Linked DNA regions of Sus scrofa: region 2 is linked to region 1. A link is a contact called in public Hi-C data. All regions are on one chromosome and are shown on one strand. Each heading gives the region's core, a stretch centred on a gene start, on an enhancer-like site or on the middle of the called end of the contact. The rest is flanking DNA. Distances are from core to core; before and after follow the strand shown. Region 1 overlaps LOC106509892 (a long non-coding RNA gene). Region 2 has its middle 120 kb from the start of RDH14.

Region 1 (5,827 bases), core at 178-2,677:
TCTACCATTTAACCTTTAATTCCTTTGATATTTTTTCCTAGTATCCCTATATTCCAGAAAGAATTATATACCCGGGCCCTCTTTATCTGTTGGTTTCAAATGTTTACTTTAAGAGGTAGAAGTGGATCTTCTCTTGACCACATTGTAGCCATTCAGCTGGAGGCTAGCACCTGGGCAAGAAGGTAGGTCAACAGTTTTAAATTCAAGTCAAAATATGTGTGAGGGTGCTCTCGAAATATACAAAAGCACACCCAGTACGATACTATTATGAACATGATTTTATTTCTTGTTCAGAGGAATTACAATAGTCACTAAACACACCTTCCTGATCCTCAAGCTTCGGGTGATATTCAGGTTTCCCTTAAAGCATGTTACAAAGCATGGTAGGATAAACAAAGTAGTGGTAAGAAGCCTAAATAATGTGAAACCACTCTTTCCTACAGTCCTGGGAATAAAAGCAAAAAGGGAACACAAGAACTTGGAGATCGTGCCAGAAATTCCATTTTGGAAGGAGGATACTGTCTTCAAAGCAGCCAGTGCCTCCCACTTCTCTCTCTTTTGATATACAGACCATCATCAACTTTGTTTAAACTATTTCTCATCATATGCAACAACCTAAGGATCAGATCCTAACTATTTCTGGGGAAATGCCGCACTTCCTAGGGCAAGTGAGAAAAGGACATTTCAATTTTATGGCAGCCTGAGCAAAAATGTCATCTAAAGGAGGCTGGAGGAAAAAGATAGAGAAGTAAAACATTATAAATGAACATTCTTTCTTCCTCAGTGTCTTAACAAGGAGAAGAAAAGAATTTGGGGCCAGATAAGGAACCCAAGCCAGAGATACTGCAGCATTTTACAGCTTGGGGTCACCAGGAGAGGGACAAGTGGAGGCCAGGATGGAGGAGTAAAGCAAGTGATAGGCCAAGAAGTGTAGGGAAATGTGTGGAGTTAGTCCTTGGAGGCTATGGAGTGAGAAAAGGGAAAGAGAAATGGGAGGCAGCCAGAGAAGGTGTTTGGGGCTGCTTGAGAATATCAAATTTCTTTCTAAGAACAATGGGTCCACATGCACAGTGACAGACTCTAAATCAAGAAGAAACTAGAAATACTAGGATAGTCCAAAGGGACATTGCTACCAAGAGTCCTCTCTCCAGGCAAGATAGGTTAGTTATGTCAGACTGCTCCATCCCTGGAATGAAATACATTTGCAAACGTGGGAGAGATAAAGCAAAAAAAAAAAAAAAGTAATTCTAAATTTGGGAATTGATTGAAGAGTAGAAAAATGCAACTTTCAAGCTTGAGAAGGGTGGGGTGAGGGGAGATGACATAAGCGGTTGTGAAATTACAACTGAGGAGTTGTATCATTTATTCAGGAGTTGGTGAAAATTCCCAGAAGGGAACATATGGTGGAATTGGCCGTGATAAGCCAGGACTGTACTCACCAATCTCTGTGAGTGCAAGAGGAATTTGGAAAATTCCAGGAGAAAGCATAATGAGGCTACAAACTGGGACCAGGGGACTCCATCAGATTCATATCTTTCACTAAACATTCAAGGCACTGGAAAGCTTTTGAGTCTGTTTTTCTCATCTGGTTGAGAAAACTGAATTGTAGCATGACAGTTCTCCTACTATTAGGTTGAGGAGAATAAATGTTTCTTTCCTCTCTCCAGCTCCTAGGAATCAGGAAGTCTCTCTCTATCACTTTCAGCAACCAACTCTAGGATATCTTTGTTGCTTACTTTCTAACTTTTCAAATCTTTAAAATTGAGGCTCTCCAAACAATCCAAAGAGAGGTTCCAATCTCTTTTAACTTCAAGCGACCTGATCACAAATCTTTAAGCAACAAGCATAAGCAGGGATGCAGAACAAGCATAAGCAGGGATGCAGAACTAGAGCAGTAAGCTTGTATTCCATCTTCGAGAAGATCCATCCCAAAGTTAGAGAGATGACTGATTTCCTTAGGACCACAATAATAACTGTAAGAGAAATAATGATAGTGCTAGCATTTATTGAGTGCAAGACATTATTCTAAAATGTTGCCACATTTCATCCTCACAACAATCCTATGAGGTAGGTGGGTCCATTTAGTACCCACATTTTGCAAACAAACAAAAAAAAAAATGAGGCACAGAGAGAGTAAGTAACTTGCCCAATAGCACTTACTAAGGTTTGTACTCAAGCAGATTGGTTTAAGAACAAATGACATACATGAACCATTATGGAATAACTTGCTGATCTCCATGTGCAAAAGAACTTCCTCAGTACTACACAGGGAAAAAATTTCCCTGACCTCACAAGTATTTTCCTTTGCACTCTCATAGTATTACACACTGACCCAAATTAATCGATAGTATATTACTATAATTATTTGTTTAAATATCAGTTTTTGTGCTTAGTATGTGAGCTACCTGAAAGTAAAAATAATATTTTATCATATTTTCGTCTTGCCATTCTCAAAGTCTAGCCTAGGCCTGGGAACTTCATAAGCACTCTATAAATTGTGTTAAAGGAATGAATACAGTCAATTTTTTCATTAGCATTTACTATATGTCTATTATGAGCCAAGTCCAATGCAAAACACTGAGAACAAAAAAGTTATTGGTCATAGTTCCTGCCTTCAAGATGCTCTCAACTGAATTGGAAATTCAGATGTATCAGATGAATAAATGGAAACTGTCAAAAGAGAGTAATATGTACTCTGACAGAGTAAAGTATATGATATTACAGAGATGTAAAGAAAGCACAATCCTAGCCTTAGGATGCTGATGAAGGCTTACTATAAGAGGTCTAAAAGGACCCTCTGGTAATTAGTCAGCAGCAGGGACAGTATGGTGCAGGCCAGAGGAAGCATAAGCATTTGGACATTTTCAAGTGACTGGATGTTGAAGTAACATCAATTATGAAGACAAGTCCATTGGAAAATAATACTGAAAATGCAACCAGAGGTCAGATTTAAAGAGCAGCGAATGTTAAAAACTGAAATTCATCCCTGAAGATCATGGGAAGTCATTAGCGTGGGACAAGCAAACGATGGAGCGATACTAAAAGAGACTAGTTCCACTTCAGAGGAGTCAGCAAGAAAGCTGACACTTAAATGTTGGATGAAAATGAAGGCAAAGAGGCTATCAGAAATGGAGAGCAAGTTCCAGAACCAGCAAAGAAGCCAAGAGCTCAACTGGAGGATGTCAAGGGGTAGAAGAACAAAAGCAGCACAGGGTAGCTAAGAAGAGCAGTATCAGAGTCATGCAGGACTGCACTCAAACCTTAGCTCTTTTACGGAGTGCTGTGTAACCTTGGCAACCTTATTTTAATGCCATGTGACTTAGTTTCTTTTTCTATATGATGCAAATAAAACCACTGAGAATTAAATGAGATAGCATGTAAAATGCTTAACTAGAAAAGAAGGTAAGGATTTCCCTGTATTATGTTGCCCAGACTTTGCCAAAGAGCAGATACGAAATGCAGGGAAACTCTTACCTTCCTTCACAGCTGAGCATTTTACATGTTACTGAATCATCACATCAGTCTTACATGGTCAGTGAAGACAGGAACTCTCTGCCTGCAATGGTCCTTCAGAAGTCATCCTTCTCTGTACATATTCACAAAGCTCCGTGCCTTTACTCATTTCATATTCACCATCTTCACCCTCTACCCCACCATTCCCTAAGCCTCATGCTTTTAGGATTCTATCCCTTTCATTACCCACATCTGCTGCCTCATTCAAATTGCTCTTTTCTTGGTATGAGACCCCTTCCTGGAATCTACCATCTAATGTATTTTGAGGGCCTGGCTGGCTAGGAAACCCAGACCTCATTCATGTGCACTCCCAGATGCCCAACATCACACCAAGAAAGTCCACTCACAGCTTATGTCAAACCTGGGATTTTCACTTCAAGCAGCATATTGCTAATCATCCGGATGAAACAGACAGCCATCAACTATACTGGCAAGACATTTTTTGAAGTTTCAGTTCTATTAAATTGCTGCTTCTTGGAAGAAACACTTGTATTCAATCCACACACTCTCCTCACTTCCCCCAGCCCACCATTTTATATATACAGTTTTACATATATTATATTTACTTGTATATTATAAATATATACATGTGTATATATAATATATGGTGTGTGTATGCGTATATATAAATACACATATAATATATATAATATATATAAATATATTTTATATATAAATACATATATTTAAATATATATATATATATATATATATATAATATCAATATGCCCCTAAACAACCAAAGGTCACTGAAGTAATCAAAAAAGAAACTGAAAATACCTGGAGACAAAAGAAAATAAAAACATAACAAACCGAAATCTATGGGACACAGGAGAAACAGTTCTAAGAGGGATGTTTATAGCAATATGAGCCTACCTAAGGAAGCAAGAAAAATCTCAAAGAACAATCTAACCATTCGCCTAAAAGGACTAGAAAAAAAGAATTAAAACAAAGTTAGTAAAAGAGAAGAAATAATAAAGATCAACATAGGAATAAATGAAATAAGACCTAAACCAGAAAAACTTAATGAAACTAAGAGCTGGTTCTTTGAAAAGACAAACAAAACTGATGAACCTTTAGCTAGACTAACCAAGAAAAAAAACGAAAGGATGAAAATGAATCAGAAATAAAGGATAAGTTACATCCAACACCACAGAAATACAAAGGATCATAAAAGACTGCTATGAACAATTATATTCCAATAAAGTAGACAACCTACAAGAAATGGATAAATTCCTAAATGTAATTTTTGTCTTTTTTTAGGCCCGCACCTGCAGCATATGGAGGTTCCCAGGGTAGGGGTCGAATCAGAGCTGTAGCTGCCAGCCTACAACAAAGCCACAGCAACAGCAGATCTGAGACATGTCTGCGACCTACACCACAGGTCACAGCAATGCTGGATCCTTAACTCAATGAGCCAGGACAGGGATCGAAACTGTGTCCTCATGGATACTAGTCAGATTCATCTCCACTGATCACGATGGGAACTCTGGTTCCTAAATGTATAATGTACCGATACTGAAAGAGGAAGAAACATAAGTTCTGAATGTACTGATCCCCAGGAATGAAACTCATCACAATGACAGAGGGATAAAGCACAAGGTTACCATGAGAAGGATCTTGCCTGCCCATTCCAGACCATTACTCTAGTCATGGATCAGATTTGTCTGAGGAGAGTTTAAATTTAGAAGTAATGAAACAGAATCAGTAATTTTAAAATTCCCATAAAAATTCCCAACAAACAAACATCCAAGACCAGTCAGCTCCACATAAAAATTCTACCAAACATTTTAAGAAGAGTTAACACCCATCTTTCTCAAACTATTCAAAAAAAAAAAAAAAAAACTGAAGAGAAATGAAGAGGAAGGAAAACTTCCAAATTCATCCTATAAGGTCAGCATCACCCTGCTACCAAAACCAGATGAAGACAAGACAGAAAGAGAGAAATATAGGCCAATATCACTGATGAACATATATGGGAAAAAATCAGGAAACCAAATTCAACAACACATTAAAAGTATCATCCAGTATGATCAAATGAAATTAATCCCAGGGATGCAAAGATGGTTCCATATTCACAAAGCAATATAATACAACACATTACAAATTGAAGAATAAAAATCATACGATCATCTCAATAGATATAGAAAGCACTTTTGACAAAAATTCAACATCCATTTATGATAAAGAAACTTTCATCAGGAGTTCCCATCATGGCTCAGCCGGTTAAGAACTTGACTACTGTCCATGAGGATGCAGATTCGATCCCTGGCCTCCCTCAGTGGGATAAGGATCCAGTGTTGCCTTGAGCTAT
Region 2 (5,709 bases), core at 3,096-5,595, 180 kb after region 1:
GAAAACTGGCCAATAACACCTTCTTGCCCCGAGGGCAAGGCATTACTTTAGAGAGGGCTGAGTGCCAGTTAGTTAGAATCGAATAAATCAGATTTCTCCTGTTTAGTAACAGATGTTCTGGCTACAACTCATGAAATCATTTAATATTGCTTTATGCTCCGGTAATAAAAAAAGTCATCTGGCTCCACTTGGCCCAGGTTACATATCTTCCTCAAAGGGTCAAAATGATTTGATGCAGCTCTTGGATCAAAAGGGCTAATGCTCTCTGTATGTTATAGGCTATGGACAGGGTTTGCTCAGAGAATGGGACAGATGCTGGCATAATACATCCAGTGGCCTGAGGTATGCCTCTGACCCCTCAAAACCTGCCCTAACTCTGGGCCCTGGAAAATGTGAACCCTCTCCAGGAGGATCACTTTTTCCACCATTCCCATATCTCACACCTGGCAGTGTGAACATCCGGGGAGGGTTAAAATAGGTTGACCAGCCATACTGGATGGAGTTGGCAAGATACCAGCCCTTTATCTCTACAGCCTTGAAGGGGAGCAAATAACTAGGAAAGATTTGGCTTCTTGGAATAAGCTTTGCAGATGAGTTTGGATTAATCTACTGAGGTGGGGAACAAGGGAAAATGTGCCTGATGAAGCCTGGTAATAAATCAGAAGAACTTAACAACATGGATAAACGATGAAATTGCCAAGATGACTCAAATATTGAAATAACTGAATTAATCACAAAAGATCTTCTAAAGAAAATTATGATAAATAATAATAAGGTGATTCCTTATCCTCAGAGAAAATCTAAGGGAAAAAAACGAAACAAAGGCAAGCTCAGAGGTCAGAGAGGGAGATGGGACCATCAGAGTGTCGTTTCAGAAGCAAATTGAAGAGAAATAAAGGGGGATCCAAGGGCTGTAATAAAAGAACCATTGCTGCAACTTCTCAAAGAGAGCGATAATTCCTGCTTAGGAAGCATGATGTCAATACTTAGTTAAAAAAAAAAAAAAAGCAAATACTGAGCAGCAGCATAAACACCACGGCCTATAACGAATTCTAGAGGAGAGCACGACATGGACTCAGAGACTCCTAGAGACAACAATGCCAGTAGACCTCATGGTCAAATTGGCACACACACACTAGCCTCCAAGAGCAGGTAAGAGAAAGGTAGAGAGTAGGCTGGGAGCTCTTCCAAGATCCCCTCCCTTCTATCCCATTGATGGCCCCATGATTCCTGTCCTAAGGGAGCTCCTTGCCCACAGAGCAAATCTCATGTTCAACCCCTCACTGAGTTCCTGTGTGACAAAGGCCAGGCACTGTGTCTACTGTGTCAGATTCTGTTGATACAGACACGTCAATCTCCATTTGGACCTGAAAACAGCAGACAGCCTCTTGGGGGAAAAAAACGTGCAAATAAATGACCTCACATGCTGGCGTAGAATCGTGTACAAAGGTGCAGAGAGATCCCAGAGGAGAGGCAAGTGCTGGGCACAGAGTCTAGCTTTGCATGAAGACGCTAGGAAGATGTTCCACTGCCCCAGGAGCCCAGCCTGTCTGGAGAGCTCTGGCTAGGAGTTCTTGCTGTCATGCTGCTAGATCAGGATGCTTCTCAAGGCCGTAAGAAACATAGATGGAAAATCATCCTATGGCCATCTGGACAAAGCCCAGTGATTAGGTTTCCTGAAGCAAATGTGAGGGCACATTGCCTGCGAAAAGACCCTGGGCTGCTTCCAGATTCCAATGATACCGTGAAAGATTTGAAAATGTTGTGATTCCCAGGGTTTTGGGGGGTTTGAGGGCAGAGACAAAAACGCAATCAACAGTGGTGGTGGCCAACCCAGTAAGATGAGAAATGTCTGAGAATCAGGGCAGCGAGGAATGAGGAGGAGGATCCAGTTCCACTCCTTGAATAATAGATGGGGAAGCAGAGGCTCAGCCAGGAGAGCTGACTTTCCAAAGCCATAGTGCTGGCCAATGGCAGAATAGGAAGTTAGCTTGAATCTAGTCACAGTTTCTCGGAAAGGCAGCATCTTTCATGCTCACCTTTCTTTTTTTCTTTTTTTGGATTTTAGGGCCACATCTGCAGCATATGGAAGTTCCCAGGCTAGGGATCGAATCAGAGCTGCAGCTGCAGGCCTCCACCACAGCGCACAGTAATGCTGGGATCCTTAACCCAATGAGCAAGACCAGGGATCGAAGCCTTATCCTCATGGGTAATAGTCCGGTTGGTTACTGCTGAGCCACCAAAGGAGCTCCTCACCTTTCGTTTTTAGTAAGAACTTGTCAAAGTTAGGTAAAATGCAAGTGTACCACTTCTTTAGTTTCTGTAATAACAGCATTTTGTAGTAATCTAGCCCTCACTTTCTTTCCCTTAAGACATCTTATTTTGAACCCACAGTTCAAGGTCTAATTCTTTCTGTGCCATTTTATCAGAAGCAATGAGACAACTTAGGCCATCGAAGAAAAGAAGTCAATAACCTTGAGCTGAGATGGAAGAGAAAGAGTCAAGTTGAATTACAGAGCACTTAGCTCCAGATATTCAAGGAGAAAGACAGGCCTGTGTCAGCTAAAGGTTAAGGGGATCTGATAGTCCTGAAAGCAACTCCAACCACAGTCCAATCTAATTGCAGGCCTGCAAGCCGGTACCAACGATAATGCAATAGTAAATCACTGTTGAGCACAAGCTGTCTCTTCAGGGCCCCAGTCAGCACCAATCAGGCCCTTGGCAGCTTTTGCCTTCAATTATCTCTGAAATGCCAGCCACTGGCACCCTGGAACCATCCTTGAGTCTGTTTGTCTTTCTCTCTTCAGGCTCTGAGCTGGAGCTCTGTGGGGTGAACTATTCAACAAGTTGCAGGAAGATAAGGTCCTGAAGCAGTAAATCAGGGTGGCCAGAGGAGGACAGAAATGCCCCGAACATGGCATTGGGCATGGAGAGTGGCTGACAGATGCTCCTGTGCCTTGACTGAGAGAAAGACAGAGTCTCCTAGGGTCCCTGCATCAAAATTCTAATTCTGCCACTGTGTGAGGTTGGGCAAATTTCTTACCAGTTTTCACTGGCTTTACTATTTTATTTTATTTATTTTATTTTATTTTATTTTATTTTATTTTAGCTTTTTAGGGCCATTCCTGAAGCATATGGAAATTCCCAGGCTAGAGGCTGAATCAGAGCTGCAGCTGCCAGCCTACACCACAGCCACAGCAATGCCAGATCCGAGTTGCATCTATGATCTACACCACAGCTCACGGCAATTCCGGATTCTTAACCCACTGAGCAGGCCAGCGATTGAACCCGCATCCTCCTGGCTACTAGTCAGTTTCGTTACTGCTGAGCCATGAACTCCCTTCATTGGTTTGAAAAGCACATTTCCCCCTGTAGTTTAAAATCTCTGAGATTTTAGTGCACTGTGCCATGGGGGAAGCCTCACAGTCATAATTTTCAGAGTTTTTGATTTCCTTTTGTGGGGCTACATAAGATAATGTCATGCCCAAGAACAAGGCCCTGTGCTAATTGATTTCATGGGTTTTACTTCACTTTATCACAAGGCTCTGAGGCTACAATGATCTCCCTACCTGTCGAAGATCACAAAGTTAACAGCAAAATAGAGACTTGAATCATTTCTCTGATACTGGTTCTCTAGTATGATGAAGGTGTGATCCTATCCCATGCTTTCCCGACCATAGAGATGAGCTCAGAGTTGACTGCTGCCAACCCAAGGAGACCCCGGATTTTCTACTGTCTGGAATCAGACCTTTTCTTCTGGGTTCTAGTGCAGGTAGACAGACTTTTCTATCCATTCTGGGAAACTGGATTAATATGTTGAAGAAGGTGTCAGGAGCTGGATGAGAACTACCCCAGGTGTTTTAGCAAAGAATCCTGCCAACCTGTCTAACCCTGACTCAACCGAAAGACCATTTCTGGCTCCTCCTGGTTTGAAGCTCCAGCCATGACAGCCTCGCATAGAACCGAAGGCGGTGGGGAAACACCATCAGGGTCTTGTTACAATGGTTTGAACTCAAACAATCTCCTGATGGCTCCTCTGGGCCAAGGCCAACTGCAATGGTGTGTTCCTCACAAGTAGTCTTTTCCCATTTCTGGGACTCCCTGAGGTGTATTCAATAATGCACTCCTCATTCTGCAGCAGATGGAAAAGTGTTTAAAAAGGTGCCAGGTTTATTTATGGAAGCATGAGATTGAATTTAAGAGATGCGCTTTGCCAATATGAAATGTGAACTCTCAAAACAGGAAGTGTCTTTTACTGCCTATTTATTTTATTGCCGTATCAGCTGCCCAGAGCCGAAGAATCCTTCCTCTCAGGAATTATTTATTTTCTAACTTCTGAACCAGAACATCCTGACCATCAGCACTCACGCTCCTTGCTGCCAGATTCCCAACTACAAACATGTGCCTCGCTGTCATTCAGAGGGGATCCACTGAGGTTTCAGGGAAAAACATTTGGACTTGAATAGTTTGTACTGAATCTTTTTTTTTTCTTTAAATGTAAGCAGAGATGTTTCAAATAGGTCGAACCAAATGACAAAAGATGATACAAATCTTAAAATCGCGCTTAGAATAATGGAGGAATTCTTGAATTTTCTCATAGATCTCGATACCCAGTATTCTCTCATTACCATTTAACTGATACGAAGAATTTCTTGGAAGAAAACAAATATCTAATCATTTGGACTGGCTGCTATGTATCTGGTAAGAATGAAAAAACGGACCACAATTTAGTGAATTGTTCAGGGTACAGCGCTCCGTCTGCCCTGATATTTTCCCAACTTTTCAGAACTGAAAGTTACTACTCTAGCCTTCATTAAATAACTGAAAAATAATTTGTCAGAAACAGCATTTGGTATTTGAAGAAACAGCCTAATGTACGGGAAGGCACTGAACTGGGTCTCAACAGGCACTGGATACACGTGAACAAAAAACAGGCTTTTGGAGAAAGCATGAATATTATAAAAAGGGACAGAGATGCTGTTTAAGAGTTCTTTCAGTTGTTAGCAAAATCCATCCCACTGCAGTCCACTAGAGTGATCTAGATCATTCCAGTCTGAAGGTTTCCGTAAAGGTACCTTTTCACACGTGGACTTTACCTACAAAAGCCGAAATGCCTAGGAGACCCTCTCAGGCAGAAGACATGTTACAATTGTGCCACCTGCTGGATACACTCTGAATCACATCATTTCCTCGCGTCTTTCTCCCACTCAAAACTCAATGGGAGGCTCCCTATTGCTGACCGAGAAGAGTCTAAAATCCTCCGCTTTCAACGTCTTTATGATTTAACACAAGTTTACTTTCAGGTCTCATTTCCTAACACTCCCTTCATGGGTACTTAGCCTTGAGGTAAATCCAGAACTTTCTACCTTCTCTTTCTCAATCCCAGAATTAACTCAAGGCACAAGCCAGAGGACAATTGCAGAGAAGTTGAGGAGGTTCAGGGCAGAATCTCCACAGGAAAGAAACCAGAAGGTATGGATGCCCCAATACCCACATTATGTAGGACACCGAATGCTCACAACAACCTGAAGACTGTTTCTCTGCAGTTACTTAGAAGGTTTCAATAGGAGAAAAGTTAGCAATAGGAAAACAGGCAGAGGACATGAACACATACACAAAATGCGCATATTAAATTTCAGAGAACCATGCATAAATTCCCAAATGATCAAAAATGCAAATTAAAGTCAAGCAATATTATATTTGTCTATC

The links. Hi-C and Micro-C count contacts between places; a contact is called where the count stands out from the background.
Region 2: a Hi-C map of omental adipose tissue shows a contact between it and region 1, with 4 times the contacts expected there. The contact joins two enhancer-like sites. A contact is called at or near these places in 7 of 47 Hi-C or Micro-C datasets (embryonic fibroblasts, heart right ventricle, mesenteric adipose tissue and 3 more).

What each region holds. Positions count from the first base shown.
Region 1 is chr3:119,388,259-119,394,085 of Sscrofa11.1, forward strand. All of the region lies in intron 3 of LOC106509892 (a long non-coding RNA gene), which reads right to left. Among named protein-coding and RNA genes, the nearest start is that of RDH14, 63 kb to the right of the region's middle. Within about 2 kb of position 1,428, at least 3 of the 83 cell types and tissues checked have an H3K27ac peak or open chromatin away from gene starts, as enhancers often do. A contact at or near this core is called in omental adipose tissue, where this site is marked.
Region 2 is chr3:119,566,381-119,572,089 of Sscrofa11.1, forward strand. No RefSeq gene overlaps it. Among named protein-coding and RNA genes, the nearest start is that of RDH14, 120 kb to the left of the region's middle. Within about 2 kb of position 4,346, at least 6 of the 83 cell types and tissues checked have an H3K27ac peak or open chromatin away from gene starts, as enhancers often do. A contact at or near this core is called in omental adipose tissue, where this site is marked.